Regions from separate parts of the Oncorhynchus kisutch genome. Here region 2 is linked to region 1. Evidence: chromatin contacts called from public Hi-C data. All regions are on one chromosome and are shown on one strand. Each heading gives the region's core, a stretch centred on a gene start, on an enhancer-like site or on the middle of the called end of the contact. The rest is flanking DNA. Distances are from core to core; before and after follow the strand shown.

Region 1 (4,955 bases), core at 348-2,847:
CTACAACACTGTTACTACTACATTACAGCTATAGGCTATTATCCCGCTACTTTAGCAGTGTGACATACATTTGATAGTCTACTAACCTAGTCATGACAGTTATAAATCAGTACATCATACAGCTGGCTGAAACCAAAGCAGAACCCCAGAAACAGCTGCAAAGTGAAAGAACTGATGTATTTTGGAATTGAGCACTTACACACAAAAACACTTTAATGTTTGAAGGCTGCACAGACAAATTGCCCTATTCACCTCCTAGGTCACATAGGCTGCAACAGCAGTTTGACTTGCTTCTGTCTCCTCTACTTGAAGATGGTTACATTGCAGCAACATTGTTTGTGGACTGTTTCGATTGCTACATTGGTGCATTCGAATGCTGCTGGCTACAATGTTTACTGTGCCGTTGATTAATAATAGGGACATGGGGTTCTAGAAGGCCACACCTACCTGCAATGTCGGGAGTCACCCAACACGAGCCGCCGGGTGGCCGGGGTCACCCACGTGGGGGTCAGGCGGTAGGGCTACACCTCGCGCGGTATATGCGCCTTTCCCGGTCTTACATGGCCATCACACCTGCTGTTCCAAGCGGGTCTGGTCGGGGGCTTCGATGGAGGCGGACTGATAGTCGTCGTTAGCCACGCGCCTAGTCCCCGTTTTGAATCCGAGGAAAGACGAGGGGAGATGAAGAAGATGAGGAAGAGGGAGGAGGAGGGGGGAAAGGAGATGCCAATTAAAATCCTAAAGACGTTCACCTTATTTCCAGCATCCACTTTTCCCCCTTTCGTGCATTAATATGGCAACCACGAGGCACTTCTTTAATCTCAATCGTCTCGTTGGAAAACTCAAGAAATGTGAATATCAGGAGACCCGCAGGAAAGATAGAGACGTCTCCGACTCCTTGAAAAAAACATTAAAATACAAGAAGGTTTTATATAGGCAGTGAAGCAAAATGGCGACTTTAATATGAAGGAGGAGTAAAAAAAAAAATCCTTGCAATGGCTGGAGCTAAAGGGAGTCACAAAAATATGTTTAGTGCAGTAATTTTCAACAGCTGCAAGCGAGTTGGTTAGAGTAAAAGAAAATGAACCAGAGGAAAAAAGGAATTAAAAGATTCGACCTCGGTCGCTTTCGGTGCAGTCTGCGGTTCCTTACCTCGGGATTATTTCGGGGTTTTATACGGAAATTATCTTCGCGGCCGTGTACAGTAATAGGCTACAGTAATGTGTGTTGAGTCATGCGCGTATCCACTCTTCCTTTGACAGCTGCAACTACAGTCTTCTGGCAACTTGCAAACTCTCGCGTTATTATTATTTGTATCGCGCAAATAATATTCGGGGTTTTTGCCATATAAACCCGATTTTGTATCGATACCAAACTGACGGTTTGATGAGGCTCATCCGCCGTAACGCCGTGTGGTCATGACGAAAAAGGGTTAGGATAAATTCTTAAAACCAGCCTCACTTAAACGTTTTAATCTGGTAATGTTAGGCTACTAAATTATCATCCGACCTTTATCGTTAATATTCAGGGAGTCAACTGCGCACAGCCTTAGATTGTCAATTGTCGTTGTGCTGTTTCGTCGATTTCATGCCAGTCCAAGGCAATCCAAATAATAGTCCACTCGTAGGCTATAGCAATCGAAACTTGCATAGTGACGCTGGGGCAGAGTAGAATCGGCTATAGGCTACCTATTCTGCTCTATCAGAAACGGATCAATCGATTTAATATGGGATGTTAAATAGGTTGTTAGATGATGTAGACTGTTATGGTTGGGCATTGCTGATCTGTCATTTTATTCCAACACAGTGAAGGCTAATGCAATGTCGAGAACCAAGGTCACTTGTTTTGAAAGTTTCTCTTATTTTGCCCACTAATGAATTCTTATTATTGCTATTACTAAATCAGCAAGCTTCTGCAAGAGCAGCTAAATGTTCCCCATTATACTCTGATATGATATGTATAACACGTGGCCCTCACTCATGCAGCCACTGAATCATAGCCACTTACAGTGGGCTCACACAACCAGAGTAGACTCTCTCAGATGTGATTGGTGCCAGTCAGCATGACCTAATATTTTTTATAAGTGGAAATCATCAGAAACAATGACGTAAACCATGGACACTGGCTGTTCCCCTAAACCACCAGAAGAGGGCAGGGTGTACTCATTTTAGGGCCTGGCAACGTCAGAGCCCAAACAAGGTACAGTATATCAAATGTATCCTTCCTTTCGACCACTCTGAAGTAGTTACTGATGAGACATGACTGGACAGTGAAAACTATAAGGCGGTGCCCTTGCTTTCACTTGTCCAATTACATTAGATCAGTTATGTTAGGCCTACGTCAAGGAGGGAATGATTAAGGATGTAGTTTTAATTTCTTTAATCACATTTCCTTCTCTAAAAATATATATTTATATATTAATTCCTTCTCTGTTTCTCTTTGGCTGTGTTTAGACAGGCGGCCCAATTCAGAAAATATTTTTTTAACAAATTGGTCTTTTGCGAAAGTTCTGACGTGATTGGTCAAAAGATCAATTAGTGGAAAAATTATATCAGAATTTGGCTGCCTGTGTGAATGCAGCCTTCCTCTCAGTTGATTAGAAATGGTTTGTAGAGGGAAAGATAACATGACCAAAACCTGCCACCTTTCCACCTGCCATTCATCCATTGCAGTTGCATTAGAGCTTTACAGTGGGGAGCTACATTCAGATTCTCTAACTGCTCCAAGATAATTATTCAAAACATTTTTCATCTACCCCTCACATGAAATGTTCATACATTAGATATCCAGTAGATGGAAGTGTTGCCTCACTACTGGGTTCTGTAAGACTGAAATATAGTCGGCTACATTGTCATATGACCACTGGAAAACATGTGTCCTTATTGATGGCTGTCCACTGAGTAGGCCTAGTCACCAGTTACTGAAAGTACCCTGGTACCTAGTTTTTAAATACTGTTTCAAAGTGCTGGGGTAGGATCTTGGTTTGCAGTTTGAGATAAACACATGGATGGTGTTTTCCATTAGAATATAGCAGAGGAGACAAAAACAATGACCTAATCTTTGGGGATTGAAGTGGCTAAAAATGACCCCAGATGAGTATATCCCACAGACACATTAGGAGAAATCCGCAGGACTCAATCTCAAAAAAATGGGGAGGGTTGACCCTGCTCATCAATCTTCTTCCTCTCTTACAAAATATTAGACCACAGGTTTATGGCAGTCAATAAATTCCTCGGAGCAACAGTACTATCCCAGTGTATGGAGCTACGTCCTACTGTTCCCCTGCTCTGTGTTCTAATGTAACCTAACTGAATGGTTATTGCAGGATCCTGGTTGACAGACCATGAATCCCTTACAGTGATTTACTCCTCTCTTTCTCTGCTGAGCAGGCACAAGCCTGGTTAATAGTTAATAAAAGCTGTCAGGTGGCCAACCTGGCAACTAGAGGGAAACTGTGTTCTACTCTACATGTGGCGTCAAGCAATGAGGTTTCAAATGGATAATCGGTCCTTCTGTGTGACAGAGGCAGAAAGAGAAGTGAGAACGTGTTGTGGGATTAAAGAATAGCAACCATGATTTAGAAGCCACTGTTTAAGAAACACAGACCTCCAAACCTCCTTGGGCATCGCTAAGCTCATTTATATCTGAGGAGAGAGAGAGAGAGAGACAAATAAGAAAGGATGGAATAAGAAAGAGAGATAGGGAGAGAAAAGAACACATAAACTGAGGTTATAAACACTTAGAGTCCTTCTCTCTAACTGCCTGCTCCACAGCTATACACTCTATCACCTCTACCTCTCCACCCATAATGAGACGTCACATAGCTGACAGGACCTGTTTACCATAGAACCATCCATATGATAAAGATTTACATGTAATTAGGCAGGGAGATGCTTGGTATCACCCAGTAATTGTCTCCCAGCAGTAAGCCAGACAGCCAGCGAGGCAGGATGGTGACAGGATAAACTGCTTAGTATTCACTAACATGACTCAGCCACTGAGTGACAGGTGGGGGCGCAGGTGCAAGGTGCCAGACACGCTTCGTTTGGACAGGTGTGACGTCCTCCCTCCCTCACTTCCTCTGTTTCTCATTTAAATGTTTCTGTCCTTCCTGTTTTCTCTCTTTTCATCTCCATCTATTCCAGTCCTTTTGTATACCTCTCTATTCTATCCATTTTTCCTCTACCACTCTCTCCTTCTCTTTTCTGTGTAAACATCTCTCCCTAGGGCACCAGACAACAGAACAGGGGCAGAAGGAGGAATAGAGAGAGACCTCACCAGACCGTTACCAGAGAAAGGAGAAGTGAAAATAGAGGAATATTAAATAATGGCCATCTAATTGTCCTATCTAATTTGTCCTAGCCAACTGCCCCAACTTTCTTCAATAATGGTCTATCTCACCATAGACAGTGTGAAGCCAGTTGCAGAGAAAGAGAAAAACAGAGAGGAAGATCAAGAAAGATAAAGGGAGCGGCAAAGGTAGAGAGAAACAGAGGCAGAGCAAGAGTGAGAGAGAGTTAAAAGAGAGAGAGTTAAACGATAGTTAGAAGCGAGAGTTAGAAGAGATATAGTTTTTAAAAAGAGCTAAGAGAGAGAGTAAGAGGAGATGGAGTTAAAAGAGAGAGAGAGTTAAGAGATAGAGTTGAGAGAGAGTTAAAAGAGATCAGAGTTAAAAGAGAGAGAGTTAAAATAGAGAGTTAAAAGAAAGAGTTAGAAGGAGTTAAAAGAGAGTTAGACGAGATATAGTTAAGAGAGTTAAAAGAGAGAGTTAGAAGAGATAAGAGTTAAAAGAGAGAGTTAGAAGAGATAAGAGTTTTTAAAAAAGAGAGCTAAGTGTCACGACTTCTACCGAAGGTAACTCCTCTCCCTGTTCGGGCGGCGCTCGGCGCTCGGCGTCGCCGGTTTACTAGCCACTACCGATCCCTTTTTCTTTTTCTGGTTGTTTTGTCTGTGTT
Region 2 (5,024 bases), core at 680-3,179, 190 kb after region 1:
CGGAGGTCGTACGGGCTTTCTTTCATCCATGTCACTGTCCTGTTCCTTATAAGCGGTAGCTTTACCATTTAGCCCAGTGTGAATATTGCCTGTAATCCATCAAAGGGAGACAACATCCATTAACTCTGTTGGCTACCAGGACCACCGCCATGCTAGCTAGACTCTCTGTGTGTGTGAGACAGACATGGTGTTCTCGTTTTCTCCTCCATGCATGTTTGTGTCTGTGCGTGTCAGCTGAGAGATGTAGCTTGTTCACCACAAATATCCTGCAACACGAATAGAGAAAACAAGGTGTTCCAAAAATACCTTGTATTGCGACTCACTGCTCATCCACTGATTTCATCTGGCATTGACCCATATCTGCATCTGTCAAGGCTGACCTCAAACAAAGGTGATTGAATGTATTCAGAACAGTAACCGGGGGATTAGATGTGGACATGGGTTTGACACGCAGGGTTTTCTTGATCATTAACCTCAATCAGCATTACTGATGGGTGGTTTCCCTCTAATGACACGGACCTGGATCGCTGGATCACAGACAGACAGACAGACAGACAGACAGACAGACAGACAGACAGACAGACAGACAGACAGACAGACAGACAGACAGACGGACAGACGGACAGACAGACAGACAGACAGACAGACAGACAGACAGACAGACAGACAGACAGACAGACAGACAGACAGACAGACAGACAGACATTTAGAGTACCAGTCAAAAGTTTGGACACACCTAGTCATTCAAGGGTTTTTCTTTATTTTGACTATTTTCTACATTGTAGAATAATAGTGAAGACATCAAAACTATCAAATAAGTTAAACATGTTCAGTTAGTGGCACAGCGGTCTAAGGCACTGCATCTCAGTGCTAGAGGTGTACTACTGGTACAAATCCAGGCTGTATCACAATCGGCCATGATTGGGAGTCCCATAGGGCGGCGCACAATTGGCCCGGATTTGGCCGGTGTAGGCTGTCATTGTAAGTAAGAATTTGCTCTTAACTGACTTTTCTAGTTAAAACAAAGGTTCAATACAAATGAAACCAGGTCTGTGAAGATTTGCAGCTCTTTGAATCTGTGAAATGGTTCTGGGCTGTTAAAGCCATACATCCTCTAATGCAGCTGACAGCACATTTTCATCACAGTGAAATAATGTCTGCCCTGGAGGCAAATTAAATGAAGAGAAATTAACATGCTGAGGCCTTGGCTGTAGATGGCTAAAGTTAAAGGTGATGGAATCAAATTGATGCATAGGCGGAGGTACTTCATCACAAGACAGACAGCACAGAAACGTCATATTAGGTTGTAATTACATTTATCGCAGTGAGCCCATCCTGTGATTGACAATGGACCGCCCAAGAAGGCTTTAGTGTCCATGTTAGACTGGTTTGATATATGTTAGATAATGCATCGCTGTCAAAATGTATGCCAATTAATTTTAAAACACTTTTAAAATGTGTCGGCCAATCAGCTGTGTTTTTAAATTGGTTCTCTCAAGAAATAGGACAGTGTCGACTTTCATTATGTCAATAATGGTGAAATGCAGACTCAAAATGACCTGGCTGTCAAACCAGGCTGAGGTAGCCTAATGAGCTTCTGTTGATGAGGGCTAGAAGATTCACTCAACTATGTGCTGATCAAATACATGACCCGAAACCAATGCATATTTATTCCCTATAGTTACAGGTAGATTTAATAAACCATTTAGACTCCAAATTCCAGTTGCCATGTCTGGGATATGTGCAATGGGCCTAAAGTTGGCTATTCTCCTAGCCTGCACATTTTCCTGTAGTCTGCTGCACTCTGCTGGTAGAGCATGGCAGTAGTAGTTGTGGAGCGCCACAGGGGGCGCTGTTGCAGACCAATGCCATGATTGTAAAAGGAAGTGCGTATGTTATTATTTCCAAAAGTTCCAGTCTGCCGGAAGCTCATACGAAGAAGATTATTCCGGAAGTGAACCCGTTCTTATTATACCTTAGTGAGTGAACCGCGTTGTCGGTATAACTAGCCACGATGGCTGGCAGAGATGGAAACTATAACAACAGAAATCAAAATGATGGTAGAGGCTCTAGGGGCGGTGGACAGAATTTCGGTCGAGGCTCCGGTGGCCGCGGGCAGAATGATGGTAGAGGCTTTGGGGGCGGCGGGCAGAATTCTGGTAGAGGCTCTGGAGGTGGCCGGGGTGGCGGGCGTAATGCCGAGCCCCCGCCAATGCCCATGTCCTCCCCGCTCATGGGCAAGAAGAAAAAGCCCTTCCTTGGGATGGCCGCGCCGCTAGGCTATGTGCCTGGACTCGGCAGAGGGTAAGCAGGCATGATGTTAGTTAGCTTAGCCACATAGCTAGCTACAGTAACTAAGCCACCTTTGACTGGAAAACAATCTCGAATTTTACTGGCAATCAAGTACTTGTACCTAAATCTTGCTAATAGTGTTAGGATGCAATACGTCTAAAATTCCTTCTTTCTTGTTACTAAGTAACGTTAGTAACTAATTGTGTACCAATGTTTGGCTCGCTATCTACCTATGTAAACACTCCAGAACCAGACTGAAACAAAAACTAGAGGCTGTGGTCTCCAGGAGCAGGTTGAAGATAGCCAGCAGATCTGACAAGCTTGCTAACAACTGCACTAGAGTCAGACAGACTTCCAGTGTAGGTTAAGATACCGCTGAGCCAACCGGAGAGATATGGCTCGGAATATGTATCTCGATACAGGGATGAGAAATGAGCTATACTCCGAATTGCCCCATTATCCCAATTTAACTGTTACAACAACCTAGTTTTTTTTAGCAGTCGTTTAATCTTCTTGGTGTAACAGTTGGGATAATGGGACAATTTGAAGAACACCACATTTCTCATCCCTGGATTGAGGTATGTTTTCCAAGCCATCTCTCGTGCCTGCTCTGCTGTGTAATAATCTACACAGGAAGGCTTTCTGACCCTAGTGCAGCTGTAAGCAAGCGGGTTGGATCTGCTGGCTAGATTGAAGAATAATGTTCTAGTCTGTTGTTGAATCTCTCATCTAACTCCACCTCTTCTGTCTCCAGAGCCACAGGTTTCACCACCCGTTCTGATATCGGACCCGCTCGAGATGCCAACGACCCGGTGGATGACCGCCATGCTCCCCCGGGGCAGAGGACGGTGGGGGACAAGATGAAAAAGAACCAGGAAGACGACGAAGAGGATCTGAATGACACCAACTATGATGAGGTGCTTGTTTACACATGACAAGAACAAGTTCAGGCAAAGCTCATCTCACAACATATTGTAACACCTACTTCTGTCCACTTTGTCTCAGTTTAACGGCTATGCTGGCAGTCTGTTCTCCAGTGGACCCTATGAGAAAGACGACGAGGAGGCAGATGCCATCTACGCGGCTCTGGACAAGAGGATGGACGAACGACGCAAGGAGAGGAGGTGAGAGAATATAATTCCATGTGTTTATTAGTGTGGGTTACTGCTCCTGAGGGTGTGTGTGTGTGTGTTACTGCTCTGTTGTGTTAACCCAGTCTGTCCTGTGTGGTCCCCAGAGAGCTGAGGGAGAAGGATGAGATAGAGAAGTACCGTATGGAGCGCCCCAAGATCCAGCAGCAGTTCTCTGACCTCAAGGTTGGTCACTGTGTTCTCATGGCAAGAGTCAACTCTCCTGTACTGTCTCCGAGCAGTTCTACCTTTAAATCTGCCAAAGACACAATTTCCATCTCTTAATGGATAATGACACTGAAAGCAATATGTCTATTCTACTCTTCATTCTCTCTCCCTTTCTCTCTCTCTGGCTCTTGGTCTCTGTGTGTAGAGGAAGCTGTCAGGAATGTCAGATGAGGAGTGGCTGAGTATCCCGGAGGTTGGCGATGCCAGGAACAAGCGCCAGAGGAACCCGCGCTATGAGAAACTCACCCCTGTACCAGACAGCTTCTTCTCCAAACACCTGACCACAGGAGACAAGCACACCACTGTGGACCCACTGCAGGGGGTTAGTAATGTTACATGCACAGAAGCAGACACACACTCCAGCATACTCACCAACTTCTAAGGGTCATGCATTGCCATACTCTCATACCACACTCTCTGTTTTGTCACATGTTGCAGTTTCATTATGTGCCTGTAGGAGTCAACTTCTGCCACTGAAACATTCTCCAAATCCTACCTAGGGCTGTTGGGCTACACCGGCAGTCATGAGTCATGACCGCAGTAAAATTCCATGTGACTGTTGAGTCGCGGTAATCTCCTCTTATGCACTGGACATACTTCGAGAGTACCCAACTTGCTAACAATCATCTAGTCCTGATGGCCTGGGTCTCAGGGCTCTATTGTCCCTCCAACAGGTCCTAACGGCCTGGTACTCATGGCTCTATTGTCCCTCCATCAGGTTCTAACGGCCTGGTACTCATGGCTCTATTGTCCCTCCATCAGGTCCTAACGGCCTGGTACTCATGGCTCTATTGTCCCTCCATCAGGTCCTAACGGCCTGGTACTCATGGCTCTATTGTCCCTCCATCAGGTCCTAACGGCCTGGTACTCATGGCTCTATTGTCCCTCCATCAGGTTCTAAAGGCCTGGTACTCATGGCTCTATTGTCCCTCCATCAGGTTCTAACGGCCTGGTACTCATGGCTCTATTGTCCCTCCATCAGGTCCTAACGGCCTGGTACTCGGGGCTCTTGTCCCTCTAACCACCCTGACATCAATGTAAATGCTTTCTACGGTGATGATTAATTCAACACACCCATACTATTAGAGTCCAAGCCCCCCCCAAAAAAAATTACATTAAAATGATTGTGCCCGTATACAATACATATTATGCATGGGAAAAAAACATCAAACATAACTGATTTAAAATGTATGTGATACATAGTTGGTATAGTCTGTGAGTGTGGACTGTATTATTATGCTTACTGGATGAACTGGTTACCTTACGCTCCAAAATGTCTATCCATGAGTCTGGGAGAGAACGTATAGCCCTAGGCGATGCTGCTGGTTCATTGATTGTGCAGGTCGGCTAACAGTTAGCCTACAATTAGTGAAT

The links. A called contact is a pair of places that touch in the nucleus more often than the background predicts.
Region 2: a Hi-C map of liver shows a contact between it and region 1, with 15 times the contacts expected there. The contact joins the promoter of prpf6 here to the promoter of znf512b in region 1. A contact is called at or near these places in 2 of 2 Hi-C or Micro-C datasets (liver and muscle).

What each region holds. Positions count from the first base shown.
Region 1 is chrLG24:30,696,075-30,701,029 of Okis_V2, forward strand. It overlaps znf512b (zinc finger protein 512B), which reads right to left and starts at 1,598. Exons shown (of 18, transcript XM_031803620.1): 1 at 1,153-1,598; 2 at 448-643.
Region 2 is chrLG24:30,882,812-30,887,835 of Okis_V2, forward strand. prpf6 (PRP6 pre-mRNA processing factor 6 homolog (S. cerevisiae)) reads left to right here and starts at 1,930. Exons shown (of 21, transcript XM_020458778.2): 1 at 1,930-2,304; 2 at 3,047-3,209; 3 at 3,298-3,416; 4 at 3,530-3,608; 5 at 3,796-3,972. The coding sequence starts at 2,015.